Linked DNA regions of Mus musculus: regions 1, 2 and 4 are each linked to region 3. The links are chromatin contacts, called in public Hi-C maps. All regions are on one chromosome and are shown on one strand. Each heading gives the region's core, a stretch centred on a gene start, on an enhancer-like site or on the middle of the called end of the contact. The rest is flanking DNA. Distances are from core to core; before and after follow the strand shown. Region 1 overlaps Macrod2 (mono-ADP ribosylhydrolase 2). Region 2 overlaps Macrod2 (mono-ADP ribosylhydrolase 2). Region 3 overlaps Macrod2 (mono-ADP ribosylhydrolase 2). Region 4 overlaps Macrod2 (mono-ADP ribosylhydrolase 2).

Region 1 (2,700 bases), core at 99-2,598, 410 kb after region 3:
TGTGCACATGTAACAAACATAAAAGAATGCTACTAATCATGTACTTTAAGAACAATTCTATAGTACTCTGTATATTATCATGTATAATCTGGTTTCTCAAGCTCAGCTCTATTGGATTTTTAGGAGCATCTTATCTTTTGTGTTCTGTGTGATGTGAAAAGCATGATATCGCATGTGCACATGTATATATGTGTGTGTGTGTGTGTATATATATATATATATATATGGCATTTTTATTAGATATTTTCTTCATTTACATTTCAAATGCTATCCCCAAAGCCCCTTATGCCCTCCCCCCACCCAGCTCCTCAACCCACCCAGTCCTGCTTCCTGGTCCTGGCATTCCCCTGTACTGGGGCATATGATCTTTGCAATATCAAGGGCCTCTCCTCCCATTGATGGCCAACTAGGCCACCCTCTGCTACATATGCAACTAGAGACACAGCTCTGGGGGTTACTGGTTATTTCATATTGTTGTTCCTCCTATAGCGTTGCAGACCCCTTTAGCTCCTCGGGTACTTTCTCTAGCTCTTTCATTCGGGGCCCTGTGTTCCATCCAATAGATGGCTGTGAGCATCCACTTCTGTATTTGCCAGGACCCAGATTCTAGCTCCTTCTTAGTCTCTGGCTTCAATGGCCTCTGCTGACCTGCACCAAACTGTATGAACTCACAAACTCAACTCCATTACACCGGACTCATTGCACTGACTCCTGAGTGACTCAAAAAACTCAAGGGATCTGACTGAACCGACTCTACTGGTGCTGCTCTTAAATAGCTTCTCTTCCCCGCTTTCCTGGTGCCAGTCTCATGAAAAGTGGGCGTATCCTATCACTGATGCACTCTGTCAAATCTTTCTGATTTGTGGCTTTGCTGATGAAATTCAGAAATCTTAATGGTCACAGACCATCTTTGTGGGCTCACAGGGGAGATGATATAGAGAGGAATCTGGAAAGGGTTTGATGTGTGGTGGTGGTGAGAACAGATTTTCTTGGCTATTAAATAGTGAATGCACAAACCTCTCATTTTATTTTTAACTCATTTTCTCCATCAAGCCTCAACACTGATGCTTTGTAAAGCTGTAGGAGATGAAATTCCCTTTCAGAGAATTTATTTCCTACAATTGCATTACATTACTGAGCAGAACAGATAGTTGAATCCCATTAACTAAGCTCTGCCAATATTATTGTAGAAAAATGAGTGAGGAGCCATTTACTTGAATTATTCTCATTCACACTTAAGACACGTGGAAACCCAAACACTTAGAAATATTTACGGATGTCTAGTAGGTTCCTTTCATTTTTCTCTGGGAAACACAGGCAATTTTGCTGGTACAGTCCTTCACAGCTTGAAGCTGCAAGCTCAGAGGGGGTGGCAGGCAGAAGCTGAGAGAGTGAGCTTGCTTCCCTCTTGCTTAAAGTTTTTATTTAACATAATGCTTTGGCATTCTCCCATCACAACTGTTACCAAACGGTCATATCTCTCTGAGTTCTGATGTGTAGTAACAGACTTGCTTGCAAAATTGTGAAGCAAACCGGATGCCTGAACTGCAGCTATGAAAGGCTGATTGCTTTGAAATTATATATCTTCCCCTGATTAAATGGTGAGGGACTCTTATTTGCTACCTGGGATGTCACTTCACAGGGAAGCATAGAGTATTTCCCTTCGGAATCCAGATACCTGGACAGAAGAGGTAACTTAGTGGGACAGAATATCCCTAGCATGCATGAGGTCTTAACATTCTCTTCCCAGTATATCCAAAAATAAAACAATAAAAAGCCAATTCTGCCAAGCACAATTGCCATGCCAACTACCAGCTGGCAGAGCTTCTGTATTTCCAATGTGGTTCACTGATTTCTGAATATGCATTTATTTCTTTCCTGACCAAATAATGTTGGTAATACAGTTTTTACACCTTAATATAGCATTGATCTTAAGAATCAACACACCTCTTCGTAGGGAAATAATCAAAGCAGAACTTTTGCTGTTGCATAAAAACATATAGTCAGTCTTGGTTCTCTGCTCTGCCTCCTTCCTCTCTCCAGCTACACTGCAACTTAGGTTTTGAGAGGATTTGCTTCTGTTTCTTTGTTTGTTTGTTTGTTCGTTTGTTTGCACTGGGTAATAGAACTTAGGGACAGAACCTTGTACTCAACAGGCAAGCACTCTACTATTGGGCTACAGTCCCACATTCAGTAGTATGCATACACATACACAAACATACACACAGACGGGGTCTAGATATGCATATATATACAACAGATAGATTATAATATATAGATGATATAAGAGGAGCTGAGGAGATATAGATGGATTTAGATGATAGAGATAGGCAGAGACCATAGAATGATCACAGTATATGACCCCAGCATCTGATGACCCCGATAATAAAATATCACTAGAGATTGAAGAGACAGGTAAGTTGGTACAATGTTTGCTATGTATGCATGAGAACCTGAGTTAATGAAATTATCACCTACAGAAAAAGGCAGACTTGGTGGAGTCTGGTTGTCACTCCAGTGTTGGAGAGGAAAAAATATGGAACTGTTTGGAGCTTGATGATGTTTGAAACTTGCTTTTGTTGAAAAAAAGAAAAGATTTTCTGTTTTTAAATATAGAAACTTTATCATACATTATTCCATTATTTTATTAATCTAAACTCGGCTATTTTCACAAAAACTTGTCAGCATTGTCAGTTGGAT
Region 2 (2,700 bases), core at 183-2,682, 380 kb after region 3:
AGTTCCAAGAGCTGATTTTGGTCTATGTCAAGGAGGAAGTTCCCATCAAAGCATAGATACAACACTGATTTGACATGTGCCTTACCACACAGCTATTTGTTAAAGCAGCGGGGCTATAGTAACACTTGCCTTAGTCATCCCAGTGAATAAAGACATCAGAAAAGTTGCTGTTTCCTGAAATATTTAGAAATGTATGCTTAGAAAAGATGGCAATGAACTCCAACAACCCTGTAGCATGCATGATACCTTTCATTAGGAATTTCCTTTCTGACATGCATCTACAATGTGATATTTTAGAATCTCTCTGCTTAGATATAGTTAAAGGACATTAGGGGATCTGGAAAGCTTATATGCTGCTAATCATAGCTGCTGGCTAGAAATGTGGTGGGAAATAGTCCTTTTTTCATAGTCATTAACTCTGCGTTCACACATGGGTTTCATTTCCATATCACATGCTTCTATGAAGGCTCCTGACTCCAAAAGGGGTCAGGATCTCAGCTGTGGGCTCTCAACATCTCTTGCAATCGCATCAAGACAGGCAAAGCTAGAAATAAACCAACCAACCAACCAACCAAACAAACAAACAAACAAACACCACCCCAAAACAGAAGAAAGAAAAACCAAACCAACCAAACAAAAACCCCTGTGCATTATGAGGCTGGGGTTGGGCCATTAGGCATTAGTCATACAGAAATGTAAAAATGTCACTATAGACACTTTGTAGGTTGACTGTCTATACTTCAGAATACAATTTCTATGTTTATAATTTCATTAGGACCATCTTGTCTCCAATGGTAAGAGAGAAATAGATTCTGGAAATAAAGGAAGCTTGACTTGATGCTGAGTCACCCCAGCAGCACAGAACACTGAGCCAGGAAAAATATATGTGCCACTGTTGGGACCAGCTAAAGAGTTGCCTCTTATTCCACACAGTATTCAAACAGTGATGCAGCAGTGTGGTGAAAACAGTGGAGGGCTCTGTTCTGATTTTAATTCCCCAGGCTCATGTGGCTATAGAGAAAGAGCAAAGGCTTACAACATAGTGCGGCTTATCTAATGAAGCTTTCCTGATAAATAACTCAGCATAAAATAACCGTAGGCACAGTGTTTTCTAAAGTTCCACCCAAGCCTCTCTATTCCTTACATTTCACCTCTCTTCATTTTAGAGAAAGGTTTTATTTTCACAAACAATAAAGATGACACCCTACTAAGGACAGATAAAGTACTCAAATGATGTTGCCTGACAAGGAAAGGTCACCAGTGAATTTAGTCTTCAGGCACCAAGTAAAATCGAGGATGTCTGAACACAGTCCAATCAAAGAGCCCAAATGGGAGGCTCAGCTCTGAAGTGGGAGGAAGTGATAACCTCACAGACTGTCAGCAAAATTCCAAAGCTGAGCAAATCCACCGATTCTGGAGGAAAGCCCGCTCTCTTTATCTTTCTGGTTCACTTTGCACATGCTGTTGGGAAGTGTTGAAGTCGACTGCATAATTCATGCTCACTGCAGTCTAAAGCATAATGAGAGTTCGTCCAATTTGCCAACACTTTGAAGAAGAAGGGTGTTCAGACAATAGCAACCACGGTGCTATAAATGGACCCTGATGAGGGCAGGAAGTCAGCCTTCTCTTAAGTCACTCCCTGGCTCAGTAAAGAAGTCTGACCTCTGCTGTTCTCGACAGTGCTGAAAGCATTAGCATCTTCAACACTGTATCCTCTTCTAGATTCCTAAAATATCCCCTGCTTTTCGGCATGCAATTTAAGCAAGAAATACTTGCAGCCTTTTAGATCAGGCCATCTGGGAGTTAGGTGGCTTTGATCGTCTGGTTTAGTCCTTGCCCTTTGCCCAATCCATTGCCCCTCTCTTTAAGACGTAAACCAGACTCATTTGGGAGCAAAATTATGTGTCCAAGATTGGAAAACAGAAAAAAGATGTGTCCAGAAAAAAAATGCCAGATTTGACTAATTTTTAGGTCATGCTTTAATGATCAGGCGAACAGATTCAGGCATGAATGTCACATCTGTTCCTTGAAGATGAATGATCAATTCAGTCATATTCAGTGTAGAAGAATTGTTTGAACCTTATGAAGAAATGTTTCATTTCTTCCCTAATTTTTTCAGATGGAAGATTGGCCTGAAGGGGAGGATGGTTACATAACTAATACTAGTTACTTCAGCCATTAACATGTGGAACTAGAGGCAAACTTGGATTTCCTATGCCTCTGCCCTAACATTCTGCAGGCTGTCCACCCACCAGGAACAGGAAAACAGGAACAAAATGGAATAAAAGTCTTTTTTTCTTAAATTTTATTTTTATAAATGTATATGTATGTATGCATGTACTTTGGTGTGGACACATGTATGTGTGTATACATGTGTGTGCATATGCCCATGTGCACACATGTGCATATGTATGTGTGCAGGCCACAAAAGGATGTTAGATCCCCTAGAGGTGGAGTTACAGGCAGTTGTGAGCAACCTATCTATGGATACTGGTATACTGGAAACCAAATTTGGGTCCTCTGAAAGAACAGTAAATGTTCTTGACTGCTAATCCACCTATACATTAACCCCTCAATGGACTTCTTTATAATAGCAAAAATATCTACATGCTGATTTAATTTATTTTGTGACCAATATCTTAGTGTTTAAGGCAGAAAGTAACTTGCATTATAGTCATGATGTCTTGGTTGTAATTCATT
Region 3 (2,700 bases), core at 2-2,501:
TTACTTGTTTGACCAAGGGGTTAAGGTAGAAATGATGTCTTGAGCCTTCTGAGCTGCCTCAGAGTGACAGTTCTTGCTTTCTCCTTTGGGAAAGGGAGCCATAACTGCAATGCAGTTCAGACTAGACTACCCTGGACAGAGAGGGCCATGGGACCAAGCTGTGAGGAAGCAAGACCCATTAGGGAGACAGTGTTGCATCTTCTAGTCCATCCCAGCTGCTTGTAGGATGCAGAGTTGCCACCTTAGCCAATGTCCCAGAGCAGAAAGACTGCCGTGCCCTCTCCATCCCTGGCCCACAAGTAGGCCTAAGTTACCAACACTTATGATCTTACTGTGTTTTCAGTGCCACCCCTTGGTGCTGCTCATTCTTTTCTGGTTTGGTTTGATTTGAGCTTTGAGACAGGGTTTCACTCTGTGTCCAGTCTGGCCTTGACCTTGCAGTTTTCACGATTGTATCTCCTGAGTGCTGGGAAGGTAGGCATGGGCTGTTTTGCTACCTGTTCTTCATGCAAAAGCAGACGTATGAGAATCCTCCCCGAGGGCGGGGAGGGGGGCTTGACTAGCAGAGATAAAACAACAACCCTAGAACTTGGAGAGACCCATTACCAAGATACTCTGAAAGCAATCCACCGGACAGCATCCACTGTGAACAAGACTGCAGTCAATTAATACCTGAGTATGTACAGGATCTACTCCGTTTGTTCAGCTTGCGGAGAACAGAGCAATTTTGAATATGAGAAGCTAGGGACTTCTCGGTGTGTCTTTAAATCCACTGCAGTAAGTGACATATTTAACAGCACCACACAGCACCTGCTGTTGAGAATCTTCATGAGGATGACAGCACTGATTTTTGTTCTTGGGAGGAAATAGCCATCACGGTTGTTCTTGTTCCCTTAATAAGGCCAAGCTGGTTCGAGAACACGTGCCAAAAATTTAGCCAATTATTTCTTCCCTTCCTCCCTACCAAATGGACTGAACAAGCAGGAGAAGATCTGCCAGCTTTCCTCGAACAGACAGACTTCATAATGTAGATTTCACAAAAGGTCTGAAGTCTGTAGGTGACAGGCTGCCTTTAAAATTAGTCTGGTTCCTATGTCCCTTCTAGTGTGACTACGACAGAGACAGAGAGGATCCTTAACTGGAGAATACAGTCAGAGAAGGAAACAAGTCTTAGGAATGTAAGGAACTGTTTCTGGCAGTTAAAAAGAAATTCACATTCAGATGCCCAGATGCAGTGCTCTTATACAGGGGTTTACTCAGCAGCTCACCCAGGATTTCCTCTGCCTTCCCATGCAGGTCATAGATCTCCCTAACAAACATCCCAGGGGCACGTTTTTCTTCCCTATTTTGAGTTTCAGCTGTAATTTTCTACGTGAGTATTTCTGCTCTTGGGAAGCCAGCTTAGGAATCACTTCGCATGTTTATCTTGGAAGAAAGGTATTCTAGAAGTAGGCTGGGTTTGCCACTTGAGTAGCATGCCCTCAGCTGTAAAGGTACGTTTTCAATTTCAGAGACAATTCACGCTCAAATCCAGCAGGGGGCGCCAATGCAGAAGACTTGCTCTCAAAGCCCACCGTGCACTCTTGGGCAATTAGATTAGCATGCATTTCACTGTCTTTTAGAAGGACATTCTGGCTGCGTTCTATCTTTCCATCCATTTTAAATGCTTCCACCGAGTGAGTTCTTACTGAAAAAGTGGGCCTCTGCCGGTGTATGCGTGGGGTGGAGGTGGAGGGAGAGGAAGACACCACACGGACTCTCATTACCCGGTTACCAATAAGTGTTTGGTAAGGAGCAGCTCAATCTGTCTATCTTCACAGGAAACATATAAAGAATAAAAAGTTAAGTGGGGTAGGGCATATAAACTTGTGGTTTCTAGAAGGGACTTTAAAAGGGTTACAATAAATGTGAAGCAATACCTACCTACAGGGAAGCACTGGGCTATTTTGTTAGCTGAAAAATAAATGTCCCACAGAAGCTAGAGTTTCCCAGCTACTGCACATGTAGGAACATCTATCCACTTGTGATAATACACTTCCATGGCTTTTGTGTAGTGTGTGATGTGGCGTTTTATTTTCCCACCCTAAAAAGCAGAATAACCAGCAAGAATTTTTCTGTTGTCTCCTTCCCGGTGTTTTTAGTATTATTTCTGACCATCTATCTTTTAAACCATATTTATTAAGCATGTGCTATTTGCAAGAACACATTCCATGAAGTTTACATGAATAATATGAGAGTTTTTGCCTGCAGAATAAATTCATTCTCAAAGAAGGGATCTGTCACCGCTGGGCTGTGACAGGAATTCTGTGCGTGTTTAATTCTCTATTGAGAGAGATGGCAAGGCGGAATCCCAGCATTATGGCCTGAAGGTGTTATCTTGATATTTTTACTTCTTTCCACAGCTATGCATAGAAACGGAAATAGGGAAGGGAAATCAATCAGGGTAAGTCCCTGGCTACTGCTGGGCCAGCGGGCTGACGTGTACTGATCGCTGGCACGCTGTTACCTTTTCTTACTCTGGTCTCCGGAATTTTAGACACAAGCAAATCAGTTCAGATACAGCAGTTCACAGATTAAATTCTTGGTCTACGGTATAACTGTTTGTCAGTGTCCTCCGTCGGAGAGTAGGAAGCTCACGTCCCTGACGTTGGACTTAGCTGCTTGACCTGGACAATTAAAGACAAGTGGATAAGACCAGCA
Region 4 (2,700 bases), core at 12-2,511, 440 kb after region 3:
TAACAATGAGGCTGAAGAAGCTTTTCCTCATGAAGTAAGAAGAGTGGGACAGAGCATATGGATAGCCTTACCTCCATGTCTCAGAGTTTTTGATTGACATACCTGGAGGCATGGTGGCTAACTGGCAGTGGGCTTGCTAAATTACATTATCCTAAGACATATGGGTCTTCAGGAACAAATAAGTATGGAGCACAAAACCAACCTAAAGACTAGAGTGCCCATTGCACAGATGGTGAGGTAGTGTGAGGGAGGGCATACCATCTATTTGGTTAGCTCTTGCACAGAGCAAGATATGTTAGCCCCAAATTTTGGAACATCTTGCCAAGAGATAGAAGATTCCTTAAGGCTTGGCTTTACCTCTAAAAGTAGGATTAAGAATAATAAGACAAAAGGACAAGACTGGCTTCTGACAAGCAATCTAGTACTTCTCACAATTTCAGCACAGATATTCTAAGAGTAGGAAACATTTTGTGAGATAGAAAAAAAAGAAGAAATGAAAGGAGGAAAAGAGGGAGGGAGGGAAGAATGGGGAATCCTATAATGCACAAATCATCAGAGTTATTCTTGAGTAAATGCAGCATAGCATGTCCGAAAGCCTGTGAATCAATTTCTTCAGTTATGTCACAGCTGATGAGCATCATGGCTTCCACCTACAGATCCTCTTGAACAAGTCCAAAGATACTATTTTAGAGGAGCATATGAGGTTGCTGATTCTTATTAGCATAACTCCATTCTTGCACAGGATATGAAGATGGGACTTTGTGTTCCAAACACTGATTCTAACCTTAGATACCCCCTCAAAACTATGGCTGCCATTGATACTAAAATGAAGTCATTGCCAGAAGGGAATTCTGAGGATGTCACATGCTCCTTCGAGGCCTCTGTCTACTGGCCATATGCCATGTTACAGAGAGCTGAAGGAAAGCACACTGTGTTCCTTGTAAACAACCATCTCCAGGGGCTGGGTGCATAGAATGAGAGATATAATTTTCAATCATCAATTTAAGCATCATTTCACGTTTCATTTAAGCCCCACCTTTAAGAGCCACAATGATCCTAAGGCATTTCATGTGAGTAACATAAGGCAGTTCTTACACTCTTCCTTTCCTTCCCTCCTGCCCCCCCCCATGTGATTCCAAAACAAAAGTGACAAATAATTTTTAACACTGCATATGTTCAAAGACCTCTGCCAAGAAGGGGAAAAAATAACCTTGGCACCAGAAGCTAAAGTGTCACCATTCCTTTGTGATCTGTAGTGTGGAAACTGTGTCCTTTGCCTTGTCAAATTAGCATGAGAATTGCATGCGTAGTGGCAGTGTTCAGGGGAATGATGGGAAATTTCTTCAGTCGACTTCTAATTCTGTTTCCGAAGGTGAAGAAACCTATTCAACTCTTCAATAAACCCTGGTTTAGTATTTGAATGGTGGCACAGGGAAGTGGCAGAGCCCACTATTTTCCATGTAATAAGAACCAATATCTTGGGGCTGGGAGATGACTTAGTGAGTTTGCCTTTACTGTATAATCATGAGAACCTAGATTTGGAATCTCAGTAGTCAAATATTAAAGCAGGTATTGCTGCACATGCCCATAACTCCAGTGCCAGCCATGACTGGGACAGAAGTAGGAGAGTTACTAGTGTTTGCTGACCAGGCAGCATACCCAGCAAATCCCAGGTAGACAGTGACTGAAGAGGACACTTGATGTTCCCCTCTGGCTTGCATACTCCTTAAACATGCTTATCACACACACACACACACACACACACACAGAGAGAGAGAGAGAGAGAGAGAGAGAGAGAGAGAGAGAGAGAGAGAGAGAGAGAGAGACGCCACAATATAGGTAACATCAGATAAGGTCTAAAACCTTAGATAGAAAATGAGAGCTAGAGCCAGATATGCCCCAGGCTGATACTCTGCCTCTATAGAGTATCATAGCTCATCAAGCCACATCTGTAGGTATGCTACTTAAAGTGACAAAGAGGAAAATCACAGGTGTTGCACTTCTCTCACAAGGCACAGAGTAAACAATTGAAATGACATAGAGATGGTACTTAACATTTTCAATAACAATCTGTTTGTGTAAGATACATAGTTAAAAAATACTTGTCTGGCAGAGCCTCCAAAATGTGTACGTGATGCAACAAAGCTTCTACCTTCCTTCAGCACAGAGGAAAACCAACTTCGAGTTTGAAAAGACAGAGTGGAGTGTCTTCTGTGTCATTCAGCTTCAGCTTCAGCTTCAGCTTCAAGGTACCCACTAAGTAAAGCAAAGGATTCCTCCAGTGACTCCTTCAGTCCAGAATAGGGTCTTGGTTTGCAGGGGGAGAGGTAGCATTATGAGGAAGAACATCAAAAGAAATCTCCATGGAGTAGTTAAAGAAAGGTTCCACACCCCACAGTCTGCATATATGAACAGATGGTTGGCCTCAGGTGAAGCACGGCTTCCTAGCCAGAAGATTGCACACGACCATGGCTTTAACAAGAGCTTTCTAGACTGCTAAGCATTTGCCTCTCTGCTGCTTTATAGTTGATGGAGGTTCAGTTTCCCTCTCCACTGTGCAATTGAGACCTGATTAGAACTCCAAGATGTCCATGTATGAGTTCTCCGGCAAAGCTAGTGGTCTATCTCAGACTATATCGTTCATGCCTTATCTCCTAGGAAGATTTTCTTGAGGAGTTAACAAGTCCTCTACATGCTACA

The links. Hi-C and Micro-C count contacts between places; a contact is called where the count stands out from the background.
Region 1: a Hi-C map of cortical neurons shows a contact between it and region 3, with 2.5 times the contacts expected there. The contact joins two enhancer-like sites. A contact is called at or near these places in 2 of 484 Hi-C or Micro-C datasets (both in cortical neurons).
Region 2: a Hi-C map of forebrain shows a contact between it and region 3, with 2.4 times the contacts expected there. The contact joins two enhancer-like sites. A contact is called at or near these places in 8 of 484 Hi-C or Micro-C datasets (cerebral cortex, cortical neurons, cranial neural crest and 4 more) and 1 of 115 datasets of contacts at active chromatin or transcription factors (neural progenitor cells).
Region 4: a contact with region 3 is called in a Hi-C map of cerebellum, with 2.4 times the contacts expected there. The contact joins two enhancer-like sites. A contact is called at or near these places in 6 of 484 Hi-C or Micro-C datasets (cerebellar granule neurons, cerebellum, myocytes and 1 more).

Annotation. Positions count from the first base shown.
Region 1 is chr2:141,843,684-141,846,383 of GRCm38.p6, reverse strand. All of the region lies in intron 8 of Macrod2 (mono-ADP ribosylhydrolase 2), which reads right to left. Among named protein-coding and RNA genes, the nearest start is that of Gm25583, 200 kb to the right of the region's middle. Within about 2 kb of position 1,348, at least 16 of the 459 cell types and tissues checked have an H3K27ac peak or open chromatin away from gene starts, as enhancers often do. A contact at or near this core is called in cortical neurons, where this site is marked.
Region 2 is chr2:141,875,388-141,878,087 of GRCm38.p6, reverse strand. The region is part of intron 8 of Macrod2 (mono-ADP ribosylhydrolase 2); the gene reads right to left. Among named protein-coding and RNA genes, the nearest start is that of Gm25583, 240 kb to the right of the region's middle. Within about 2 kb of position 1,432, at least 24 of the 459 cell types and tissues checked have an H3K27ac peak or open chromatin away from gene starts, as enhancers often do. A contact at or near this core is called in cortical neurons and forebrain, where this site is marked.
Region 3 is chr2:142,252,967-142,255,666 of GRCm38.p6, reverse strand. All of the region lies in intron 11 of Macrod2 (mono-ADP ribosylhydrolase 2), which reads right to left. Among named protein-coding and RNA genes, the nearest start is that of Gm25583, 610 kb to the right of the region's middle. Within about 2 kb of position 1,251, at least 20 of the 459 cell types and tissues checked have an H3K27ac peak or open chromatin away from gene starts, as enhancers often do. A contact at or near this core is called in cerebellar granule neurons, cerebellum, cortical neurons and 1 more, where this site is marked.
Region 4 is chr2:141,816,207-141,818,906 of GRCm38.p6, reverse strand. All of the region lies in intron 8 of Macrod2 (mono-ADP ribosylhydrolase 2), which reads right to left. Among named protein-coding and RNA genes, the nearest start is that of Gm25583, 180 kb to the right of the region's middle. Within about 2 kb of position 1,261, at least 7 of the 459 cell types and tissues checked have an H3K27ac peak or open chromatin away from gene starts, as enhancers often do. A contact at or near this core is called in cerebellar granule neurons and cerebellum, where this site is marked.